Regions from separate parts of the Gossypium hirsutum genome. Here region 2 is linked to region 1. The links are chromatin contacts, called in public Hi-C maps. All regions are on one chromosome and are shown on one strand. Each heading gives the region's core, a stretch centred on a gene start, on an enhancer-like site or on the middle of the called end of the contact. The rest is flanking DNA. Distances are from core to core; before and after follow the strand shown. Region 1 has its middle 16 kb from the start of LOC107913069. Region 2 holds the start of LOC107949236 (GDSL esterase/lipase At1g54790).

What was found. Hi-C and Micro-C count contacts between places; a contact is called where the count stands out from the background.
Region 2: a Hi-C map of leaf shows a contact between it and region 1, with 6 times the contacts expected there. The contact joins the promoter of LOC107949236 here to the enhancer-like site in region 1. A contact is called at or near these places in 13 of 34 Hi-C or Micro-C datasets (anther, callus, hypocotyl and 3 more).

What each region holds. Positions count from the first base shown.
Region 1 is chrD08:11,015,897-11,020,983 of Gossypium_hirsutum_v2.1, reverse strand. No RefSeq gene overlaps it. Among protein-coding and RNA genes, the nearest start is that of LOC107913069, 16 kb to the right of the region's middle. Within about 2 kb of position 1,938, at least 2 of the 9 cell types and tissues checked have an H3K27ac peak or open chromatin away from gene starts, as enhancers often do. A contact at or near this core is called in hypocotyl and leaf, where this site is marked.
Region 2 is chrD08:11,099,242-11,104,328 of Gossypium_hirsutum_v2.1, reverse strand. LOC107949236 (GDSL esterase/lipase At1g54790) reads left to right here and starts at 3,100. Exons shown (of 5, transcript XM_016883981.2): 1 at 3,100-3,394; 2 at 3,469-3,669; 3 at 3,749-3,918; 4 at 4,020-4,290; 5 at 4,359-4,674. The coding sequence starts at 3,154. The coding sequence ends at 4,615. LOC107949227 (sm-like protein LSM2) reads right to left here and starts at 1,766. Exons shown (of 3, transcript XM_016883974.2): 1 at 1,531-1,766; 2 at 1,227-1,385. The coding sequence starts at 1,533.

The DNA.
Region 1 (5,087 bases), core at 689-3,188:
CATCATGAAGAACATCTATGAATGTATTGGTTTGTCAAAAAAAGAAAAGAGAGAGAAATGATTTGCACTTTGTAAGCTGTGCTTTTTGGTTTAGATTCTGGTTTATGGGGATAGGGAAAAAGAAGGGAATTTGATCCTGGAATCTTGATCTATGGCATCAGTTTGAAAAATATGACAAAAGTGATCCCTTTTTAACATGAGGCATTATTAATTAAGAATCATAACCTAAACTTGCCGTCTAAATTCTTCAATTTTAACACATTAAGCCTAGCTTTGTTTTGCACATGATACACGGCAATTGATATAATATTATACGCTACCTGGTTTTAAAATAATATGATAATTCTTTCCCACTTTCCTAAGTGAATTTATTAAGCTTTCGGCCAAGTATAAAACTGCTGTGTTTGCTCAGCTATCTTAAACAAGCATCTCTTGCCATTCCATCACCAAAAAAACCCTAGTAAAAACACTTGTCCATTTCGTATCATATCAATGGAAAAGAATCAAAGCAGTTGCCCCAAAGTTGTGTTTGAGAAGATCTTTAGGTCAATCACTTTGGGTCCTGCTTTCACTACAATTCGTCGCATCTCCAACCGCCAACAAACACCATCTTCAACAGCTCGAAATTCACCACAGCCACCCAAACCTTCGAGTAAACAAGGATCGGAAGTTCCCATCAAGTTCGACTATGCCACCGCCCCACCAACCGAGAAACCAAAACCAGTTGCTTCAGTTGGTAATGCTCATCAGCTGGGAGGAAGTAAGTTGAAGCCTAGTGTAGCAAAGGGTAATGGGAAAAGCCAAGTCCAAAACCACGATGATATATTTGCTAAATTTATCCATGAAACAAGGCGGAAGATCACGTCACCGGAGCCGGACAACGGTGAGATTTCCCAGAAAGTGGGTGGACATGGACATGGTAGTGGTCGAAAGGATCATCACTTCTCGGATTACATAAAACAGACTAAAAGGAAGATCAAGAGCACCTTGAGCAGCAAGGATAGAAGTGAGTCTTTCTTCAAGTGATTCAAATTTGACATGAACAAGGTGGAGATTCTATCCTATATATGTACCAACTAAAAAGGTATGATAAATAAACATTGATTATATTGTTTTGTGTGTGCCTTAATTCAGTTGATTCATGTGTGTAACAATGGTCTCTTTCTATGATTCTATCTCATTGTTATTGTTGTATGTATGTTTCTCACTCAGTATATACATCCCCATCGCCTTGTCTATTCTACTTCTCATTGGTTTAATAATTATACTCGTGCTTTCTTCTTTTAGCTTTGATTATGATTTTGTACTGGGATGGAAAACATAAGGGACCAAATGAAGATAAATTTGTATAGAAGCTCCTCGTATTATGCATTTTTAGCAGACTTAATCCTTCTACTATAATCTCATCGTTTTTAATCCATCAATTTTCCAAAATGTGAATTCCATTCTGCACCGTTTGGAACATGAATTTGGAAATCTGTATTTCTATTTCATTATTATGTAAATGGTAAGAATGAAATTCATAGATTATGAACAAATTAATTGAAATTTAGCATAAAAACCTAAATTTGTCAAATCCAATAATATTTTTAGAATTTTAAATTCATTAATAAATAATCATTTATTTTTAAATAGATTATTTGAAACTCTAAAATTCAAGTTCCCAAAATAATTTTAGATGTTTTTTTTAAATAAAAACAAAAAAACAAAAGGTCACCAGACCATAACATTTTTTGTACAACTGGACAACCATTCTTTTTTATAATAAAGCAGCCACATGATTGAAAATATACATGAGAAACTAAAAATGATTGAAATTATAACAGAAATACTAAAATTATATAAAAAAAATGCATTAAGACAGAGAATGGGCCAAAGGGTATATACAGAACAACATTCTTGGATTTTTGTGGCAGCCATTTATTATCTTGTCCAAATCTCTAACTCTATGTAGGCCTGGACTGCATCATCAGGGCTCAACCCTTCTTTTAAACCACAGCCTCTGAATCATGATGGTAGTGTTTTCGAGTTTCAATGCCAACACTAGAATCAATAGTTTTATGCCACATCAGTAATTTTACTACGAATTTTAAGATTTTAATTTGGATTTAATTTTTTTTTTTAAAAATACATATGATGTGGCGTCACTGTTTCATACAATCTTTTCCCATAATAATTAAAAGCCAACTCTACCAATAAAAAGAAAATAGAAAAAGAAGTTTAAATTACTGTTTATGAAATTATTAAAATTATATCGAATTATTATTTTATTAAAATGAATCTAATGTAAGATCCGAATAAATAAATAATCATGAATTCCAACACTAATTTTTTCAACAATAGTCCCAAGATCATAAGTCATATAAGGAAGCAACAAAATAATAAAGATCGAACCTCTGATGTAGGATCTTTACATTTAGAGAACTTCTAATAAGCCACAAACACCGTAAATATGAAATTTGTTGAAGATTTGTGTATATTGAGATTTCTGAAAAACTCTCTCTCACTCTTTTTAATCTCACTAGACATGGTTAATCTAAAAATATAAAATTATTTAATTTTGTATAATAAAATAAACTCATACATGTAAAAGTGGGTAATGTGATGTGATAGAATTGAGGTTTCGTACATAGGCAGACAGTTGAAGTCCAATTGACGTGCTATTTTCATGGAAGCTACAAACTTTATAATGTACTGTTAACTCACATTGGCAATATTACATATGCATGGTACGCATTAGACAACTATCTTTATCAAACCCAAGCACTTGCCTTTCTTTTATTTGTTAAAAGCTCCTTTGTCCCACGCCCTTTTTTTTTTTTTCTTTTTTATGGAAATTTCTATCTGCCATTTTTAATTTATTTCTTCATGTTCTTTTGTTTATTTTTGTCATATTGCTCATCCAATGTCGGTGGCGGATCACGGCGTTGAGATTTTTTGAGGGGTTTAACTTAAATTTTTAGAATTTTTTTACTATTTTTCAATTTTAATAGAAACATGATAGAAATTACTAGAAAGCATTTAATATTTTTTATCAAATGTATTTACTTATATTCTTTATCATATGTCGTACGTTTACTGCCAAATTTAATTTATTCCCTTTGGCCTTGTGTTTCAAACTTTTTTTCTCTCTTTTTCACCTACTTTTGTTTAGTTTTATCATATTGTTCATCCAACTGTCTGGATCTTAACGTTAAGATTTTTTGAGGGGGTTTAACTAAATTTTGGGGTATTTAATGTGAATTTTTTCTTTTTAGATCTAACTAAAACTTTCACATTTTTTCGAAGTCTGATGAAAATCGACAAAAAAATTGAAGTAACTAATTAAATTTTTTTTAAAAATTTCAAAAATAATTGATGATCAATCGAAATTTTTCAAAAAATTTGGGTGGCCCAAGTCCCCCTCATCCCTCAAGACCGTCTGCCTCTGCTCTTACAAACCAGCTTGGGGTTTAAGATGATGATGAGAAGAAGAAGAAGAAGCAGCTTTGGATTTAAACCTTGTAATCAAGCGAGTGCGTTGGTTTTGGATTAGTTGAATTGGGTCAAATCAAGGTTTAAAGTTTTTAGGTTATTTTATATAGGTTTTTTTTGTGAAAAAAAAAAGACAAATTATATCAAATCGATTGCATAAAAGCATTATTCGCTTTATATTCTTGTAGAACTTCTAAGATTTTCTTAGAAGCCTCATAAAAAATCTGTAAGCTTGACTCTCACTTCAGACTAAGTTTAGCCAATGGATCCGTAATCAAGTTGTGTTCTCTAGGCACATGTTAGAGCCTTCATTGCCATTCAGCTCTCATAACTCGTTGAGCCTTTTTAAGCACAATGATACTTAAATCCTCTAATCCAAAATCATTTGAAGCCTGAATTACCTCAAGATTATTAGTCTGAATTGTGACCCGTTTGTACCCTATATTTTAAATTTAATTCATTTTGTGTTTAGGTCGATTTCAAATTTGAATCATTTAAGGTTATAAACATTTCATATTTAGTGATTCTGATTTAATTTAATACAAGAATATTTTGAATTAAATCATTTTAAATTTAATTTATTTGTACTTTTACTCATATATTTTTTTCATAAGGTTCAGTTTTTTTATTTCAGAATAAAATAAAATCAAAATTAAATTTATTATAAAATGAATAATTATCATAAATACTTTTTGAAATAAAATACAACAATTTAAATTAATTAACCTATAATATATAAAACATTTTTAACCCCGTGTGATGACCTGATGGCCAAGGGTGTTCACCGCCCCAGGTGTGACTTGGGTTTGAGTCGTGCTAGTCATGTTTGTTGTTATTGTAATTCACAAAAAAAAAACGTTTTTGAATTGACAAAAAATAGTTATTATTTAGTTAATTTTAAAATTATTATAAATATCTTATTGTTAATAATATTTTTAATCTAAAATTTTAATATTCTTTTTTTTTGTAATATTTATTTAATATAAACTATTTTATATTTTTATTGTTAATGACATTGTCTAATCTAAAATTGGATATTTTTATTTTTATTTTATGATGAGATATGAGATATATCATTTCTTTTTTTAGATTTTGCATTGTATTTTGATAAAAAAAATTCACTTATTAATTTTAATTATGAAGAAAATGATAATATATATTTTTAGTAAGTTTATTTTATTCACAATTTGATGTTGAAATCATGTGATATAGGTTGAGATTGCATATTTTATGAGGATAAAAATGAATTTTAAATTTTCTTTTTCCATCAATATTGTTTCAATTTACAAATCATTACATGATAATCTCTACTTGAAAACATTTATTTACAATTTGGGTGAGTTACTCTTTTACTCCTTACCTAATATTTTTAAGGTATTCCATGCCTTTTATTTAATTTTTTTCCTTACAATTTTTTGTGTTAATATTTTACTTAATTGAATTAACTTTTAATGTTATCGTATTAAATGAATAAATATTCAATTGTTAAACTTAAAATATAATTGTTTTTAAAAAGACATATATTAATAACATTTATAAAATTAAATTTATATTTTTAAAATATAATAAGAGTTAGTTACATTTATTGATCAAAGTAGAGTAAAGATAAATAC
Region 2 (5,087 bases), core at 1,851-4,350, 82 kb before region 1:
AAGTTGAATTGCCTTCTCTTTTTTCTCTTTTCCCAGAGATTAGCAAGTTAGATTGCATTGCTACTCTTATTTTAAGCAGCTTAAAGCCGTATTGCGATTTTTGAATACACTATCCTGCCTAGATCTTCTTGACAACACCAATTATTATACCGGTTTTACACTGAGCTATCCAATGCCAACCGTTAACATGAAATTCTTTCAGGTGGAGCATAATACGGTCATCCAGCATCAATAATCCTACTTGGCAAATGCAAGACCATGTATCACCATGCTAACATTGACAAGGCATTATTATGTGCTACAAAACACAATATTCCCGAATCCAATTTTCCAACTGTTGCTCTATATAACCATTGGAGCAAAATAGGAATTATATCTTGAAACTTACTGTGAGATTACATTTAACCCAAGGTTTCACATTCGTCTTTACCCTTTTTGGCTTTATTTCGAACACCTTCAACAGGCTACAATGGAAAAGCTCATGAGCAAAGCCTCTATCAAATGTCCTAACAGATTGATAAGTGACTCCCATCTTGGGACGCACCCTACCTTAGCTAGCTAATCCAAGAACGACGAATTTAACTTGATATTTTAGGATTAAAGGGTTTTGTTCTTCTCGATAAACAAGATCATCTAAACGTTGAATTTCAAAAATTCCCATTACAGTAAACTACTTGAAATTTTCATCTACAGATAAACCCTAGAAGTAAACTTTCACTGACAACAGGGCAGAGAAATACCGTTTATGCAAAGCAGAATAGAAAAAAAGAACAATTGCTGATAACAGAAGAACAGAAATCTTTTTTAGGCTCATCGTTTCTATACTATTGGAGGATTAAAACAACGTGAACTACTAACTAGTTAACAGAGAATTCATGAAGCAGCTACATTGGAACGAATTAAAGTGGTAGATATTCAGTACAAAATCAGATACAAAATAAAATTCAAATAAACAATCAGAAAGGGAAGGCAGGGCATACAAGAAACCGAATAAACCCTGAATTCAGCTTCAATCATGCCCCCTGTTTAAAAAGAAGAAGAAGAAGAAGAAAAAGGCAGATTGGGGCGAAAGAAAAGTAGGAACGTAGAATACCCAAATCATTTCTTCCAAGTAACGACTAAAATGAAAAGAAAGGAAAAAGAAACCCTAGCTTTTGTTAGACAAGCTAAGTAATTCGTTCATAAATACCCATGAAAAAAAGAAAAGGAAAGGAAAAGGGGAATACCATGTGAGGATACTTGTCTTGATCGACAACCCTAGTATTCTCGAGCTTGATATTGAGGTATTGATCAACGGAATGAAGGGTTCCTCTGATAGCCAAATCGTTCTTCAGCTCCACCGTCACTTCTCTTCCCACCAAGTCTTTGAAATACGAAAAGAACAACTGCACCAATCATAATAAAAAAAGAAATAATAAATCAAAAGGACGCCCATTGGAGAACGAATAGAAGAACACAGTTACGAACTCAATTGAATGAGAACAAACATATGTCATATGAAGGTTTGGGAGGCCCCAAAAAGAAGAATACCATGATTTTGATTCCTCTGCGTAGAAGGAGAGGGGAGGGGTTTCTGGGTTTGGCTTAGATGCGATGAAAAAGAAAACTTGATGGAGCGGAGAGCCGACTATTCAATTACTTATTTTAGTAGCAATTGAGTTTCGTTGGTTAGCCAGTAATGGCCGCTTACTCGAGCTCTCATTTTGGGCCTTGAAGCACTGCATCAGCTATCCATACAGCATGGACTGTGGCCTTATAATTTTACTCTTGGGTTCCAAACTCAGCTCAAATCCTCATCTAAATATATTGCTAGCTGGTCAAGTAAAAAAACACCTTCATATATTGTATAAAAGATGCAATTTTGTCATTGTAGCTCGTTTCCTTTAATTAAACAAGTACAGTTCTAGACTTAGCTTACATTTTAGCTGTTGTTCTTTCTTTGGGGTAATCTCCCCTTCTCCCATCATTTCTCCCTAACTTAAATCTCTCTGTTCCTTTGTGAGTAAATCCTGTAAGAGCCAACTTTAAGGCTGAAACTGTACTTCTTGCATGAAAAGTTTGATAAAAACAAGGATCTTTTTTTAAAATTACTAAATGAAATTAATATAACTATATATAATGACCCTCTTAAGCATTTTACCAAATTCTTCTCCAAACATTTGGATCAAGTTCATAGGGGTGAGCATCCAACCGAATCAAGTTGAGTTGAGTAAAAAAAATTTGAATTTATGAATTCTATTTTATCATCTTAACTTGATTTGAATTTCTTTCGAATTAAATCTAGTAAAATGTGATTTGAATCAAATAAATTTGTTCGAGTTAAATTAAAAAAATTAAACCGACCATATTGAAATCTTGTCGACCATATGACTAAATTCCAAGTTAAAGAACATAAATATAATGTGTATTTCAAAATTCTTTTAAAACAAAATAAAAGAAGAAAACAAGATAATTAGTATGATAAACTTGATTTGATAATTTACTTGTTTAATGCAAAAATATATATAATTTAGTATTTTTATATTTTTAAAAGATTTTTAGTATTTTTAATACTTATTTATAAAATTTTTGGAAAGAAATATTTTACAAACATTTTGGATTTTCTGAATATTATTTTGAATTTTTAGTATTTTTTAGAGGAATCAATTTGCATATTTTTGAAATTGTCAAGGACTCTGGGGATATTTTCATTAATTTGTTATTTAAGTTATTCGAATTATCAAGTTGTAAAATTACTTATTCGAGTTGATTCGATTTGATTAACTTGAAATTCGAAACAGGAGGATTAAAACTTTTAACTTACCACTAAATATGATAATAAAAACATGGAAGGAAGAGAGAAGCAGGAAAGGTGTTTTGTTTTGTTTAACAGAGATAATATATGTCCAAATCCTTTGTTCACGGATTAACTTCGGGCATATAAGACATCCTAGCATTACATATTAGCCATGAAGTGTTTTAATAAACTAGTGTTGTCGGAGTTGAAACTTGAGGTTAAATAAAATTGACCCTTCATTTAATTTTCACTTTAATTCAACTACAAGAAATCTACATCCTACCAACCTTTTTATAATCACGTGTCCTGCCAGTATAAGGAAATCAAGACTATTGTTTGCTTTTGCCAAAGATTTTGTCACTGCTCCCCCCATTTCCATGGCTCTTCTGTATATTCTTCATTCCCTTTTAAAACTAGCTTTCCTTTGTTCCTTTTGGCCTACTGTTATCCCCTTGAGTTTAAATTATCCGGCGGTGTTCAACTTCGGTGACTCGAATTCCGACACGGGTGGATTAGTTGCCGGAAAAGCTTTTCCCATGACACAATTTAATGGGGAAACTTACTTCCATGAACCCTCTGGCAGATTCTGTGATGGTCGCTTGATCATTGATTTTCTAAGTACCTCCATTTCCTTCCATTGCATTCATATGATCCACATTAAGTTTCTGATTTTATTTTTTATTTTTTGGCAGTGGAGGCAATGGAGCTTCCTTACATGAACCCATATTTGGAATCTGTTGGCTCTCCTAGTTTTCAAACAGGGTGCAATTTTGCTACAGGAGGATCTACCATTCTTCCTGCAAATGCGGCTTCAACAAGCCCTTTTTCCTTTAATCTTCAGTTATCTCAATTCTTCAGGTTCAAGAATCGAGCTCTTACATTGCTTTCTAAAGGTACCTCTGTTCATATCATTGGACAAGCTTCTATGTTTTTTTGGGACAAGTTGAAAATGGTTCTTGTTTTTTTTTTCAGACAAGGAGCTTCAGAATTATCTCCCTGCGGAAGATGATTTCAACAAGGCCCTTTACATATTTGATATCGGCCAGAACGATCTCGACGGCGTATTCTACTTTCCGGCATCGGATGAACAAGTTGTTGCTTTCATTTCAAAGCTTATGTCAGAACTCAACTATGGAATGAAGGTTCTGTTCTCTCTAGCCCTGTCTTAAATCAACACTGAAAGTATTATACTAGTTCTAGTTCAGATGAATAACTATGATGCTTTGTATTTTTCTTTTGTCAGAGATTATATGATGCAGGGGCAAGGAATTTCTGGGTTCATAACACAGGTCCCCTCGGATGCTTGCCGAGAATCATCGCTACGTTCGGGAAAAAACCGTCAAACTTGGACGAACACGGCTGCGTTGCTTCACACAACCGAGCGGCTACCGTTTTCAACAAGAAACTCCACGATATGTGCCTACAGTTCTTAGCACATTCGCCTGAAGCTAACATCACTTATGTCGACATTTTCTCGATAAAGCTGAACCTCATCTCAAACTATTCTCTATACGGTAAGCAAGCCATTAATCATTTTTTTTCTTTCAATGTTTTACTCCAATCGATTCGGATTTGCTTTCAGGATTCCAGCAACCATTAGCAGCATGTTGTGGTTACGGTGGGCCGCCATTGAATTTCGACACTAGGATTGCTTGTGGTGTAACCAAGGATCTGAACGGGAGCATTGTGACAGCAAATCCATGTAATAATACAGCTGAGTATATAAACTGGGATGGGACTCATTACACTGAAGCTGCAAATGGATTTGTTGCAGATGAAATACTAACAGGAAACTACTCTGATTCACCTCATTTGAGGAATTCACCATTTCTTACCTGACCAAATCAATTTGTATTAGATTTGTACTCTTTTTATTGATTATGATCACAGTTTTCATATGACAATGGGAAGAATATAGATGAAATTATGGGCAAAATGTGTTTAAAGAAAGACAATTTGTTCTGCAGAAAACCAAAAGGGTTCATTGAAAGAGTTATAGTTTGATCGGTACTGAATCTGTGTAAAATGAAAATCGGACCCATCAATTTTGATCTAAACCAAAAAATTCGATTTCATCAAGAGATAATTATCAAATTTATACATAAAATTTTGATTTTTGATTTAATTATATGCATTTAAGGAAAAGAATACATACATTTATTTTCATATTAAATTAATATAATTGTTTGTGTATGTAATATCTAACAAAAAATGGTGTTCATTTGATAATATTGTCAACGATTTTTGAAAATTAAATCTAATTAAAATTTTAATATAAAATCAAAATTCATGTATAATTTTGATATTTATT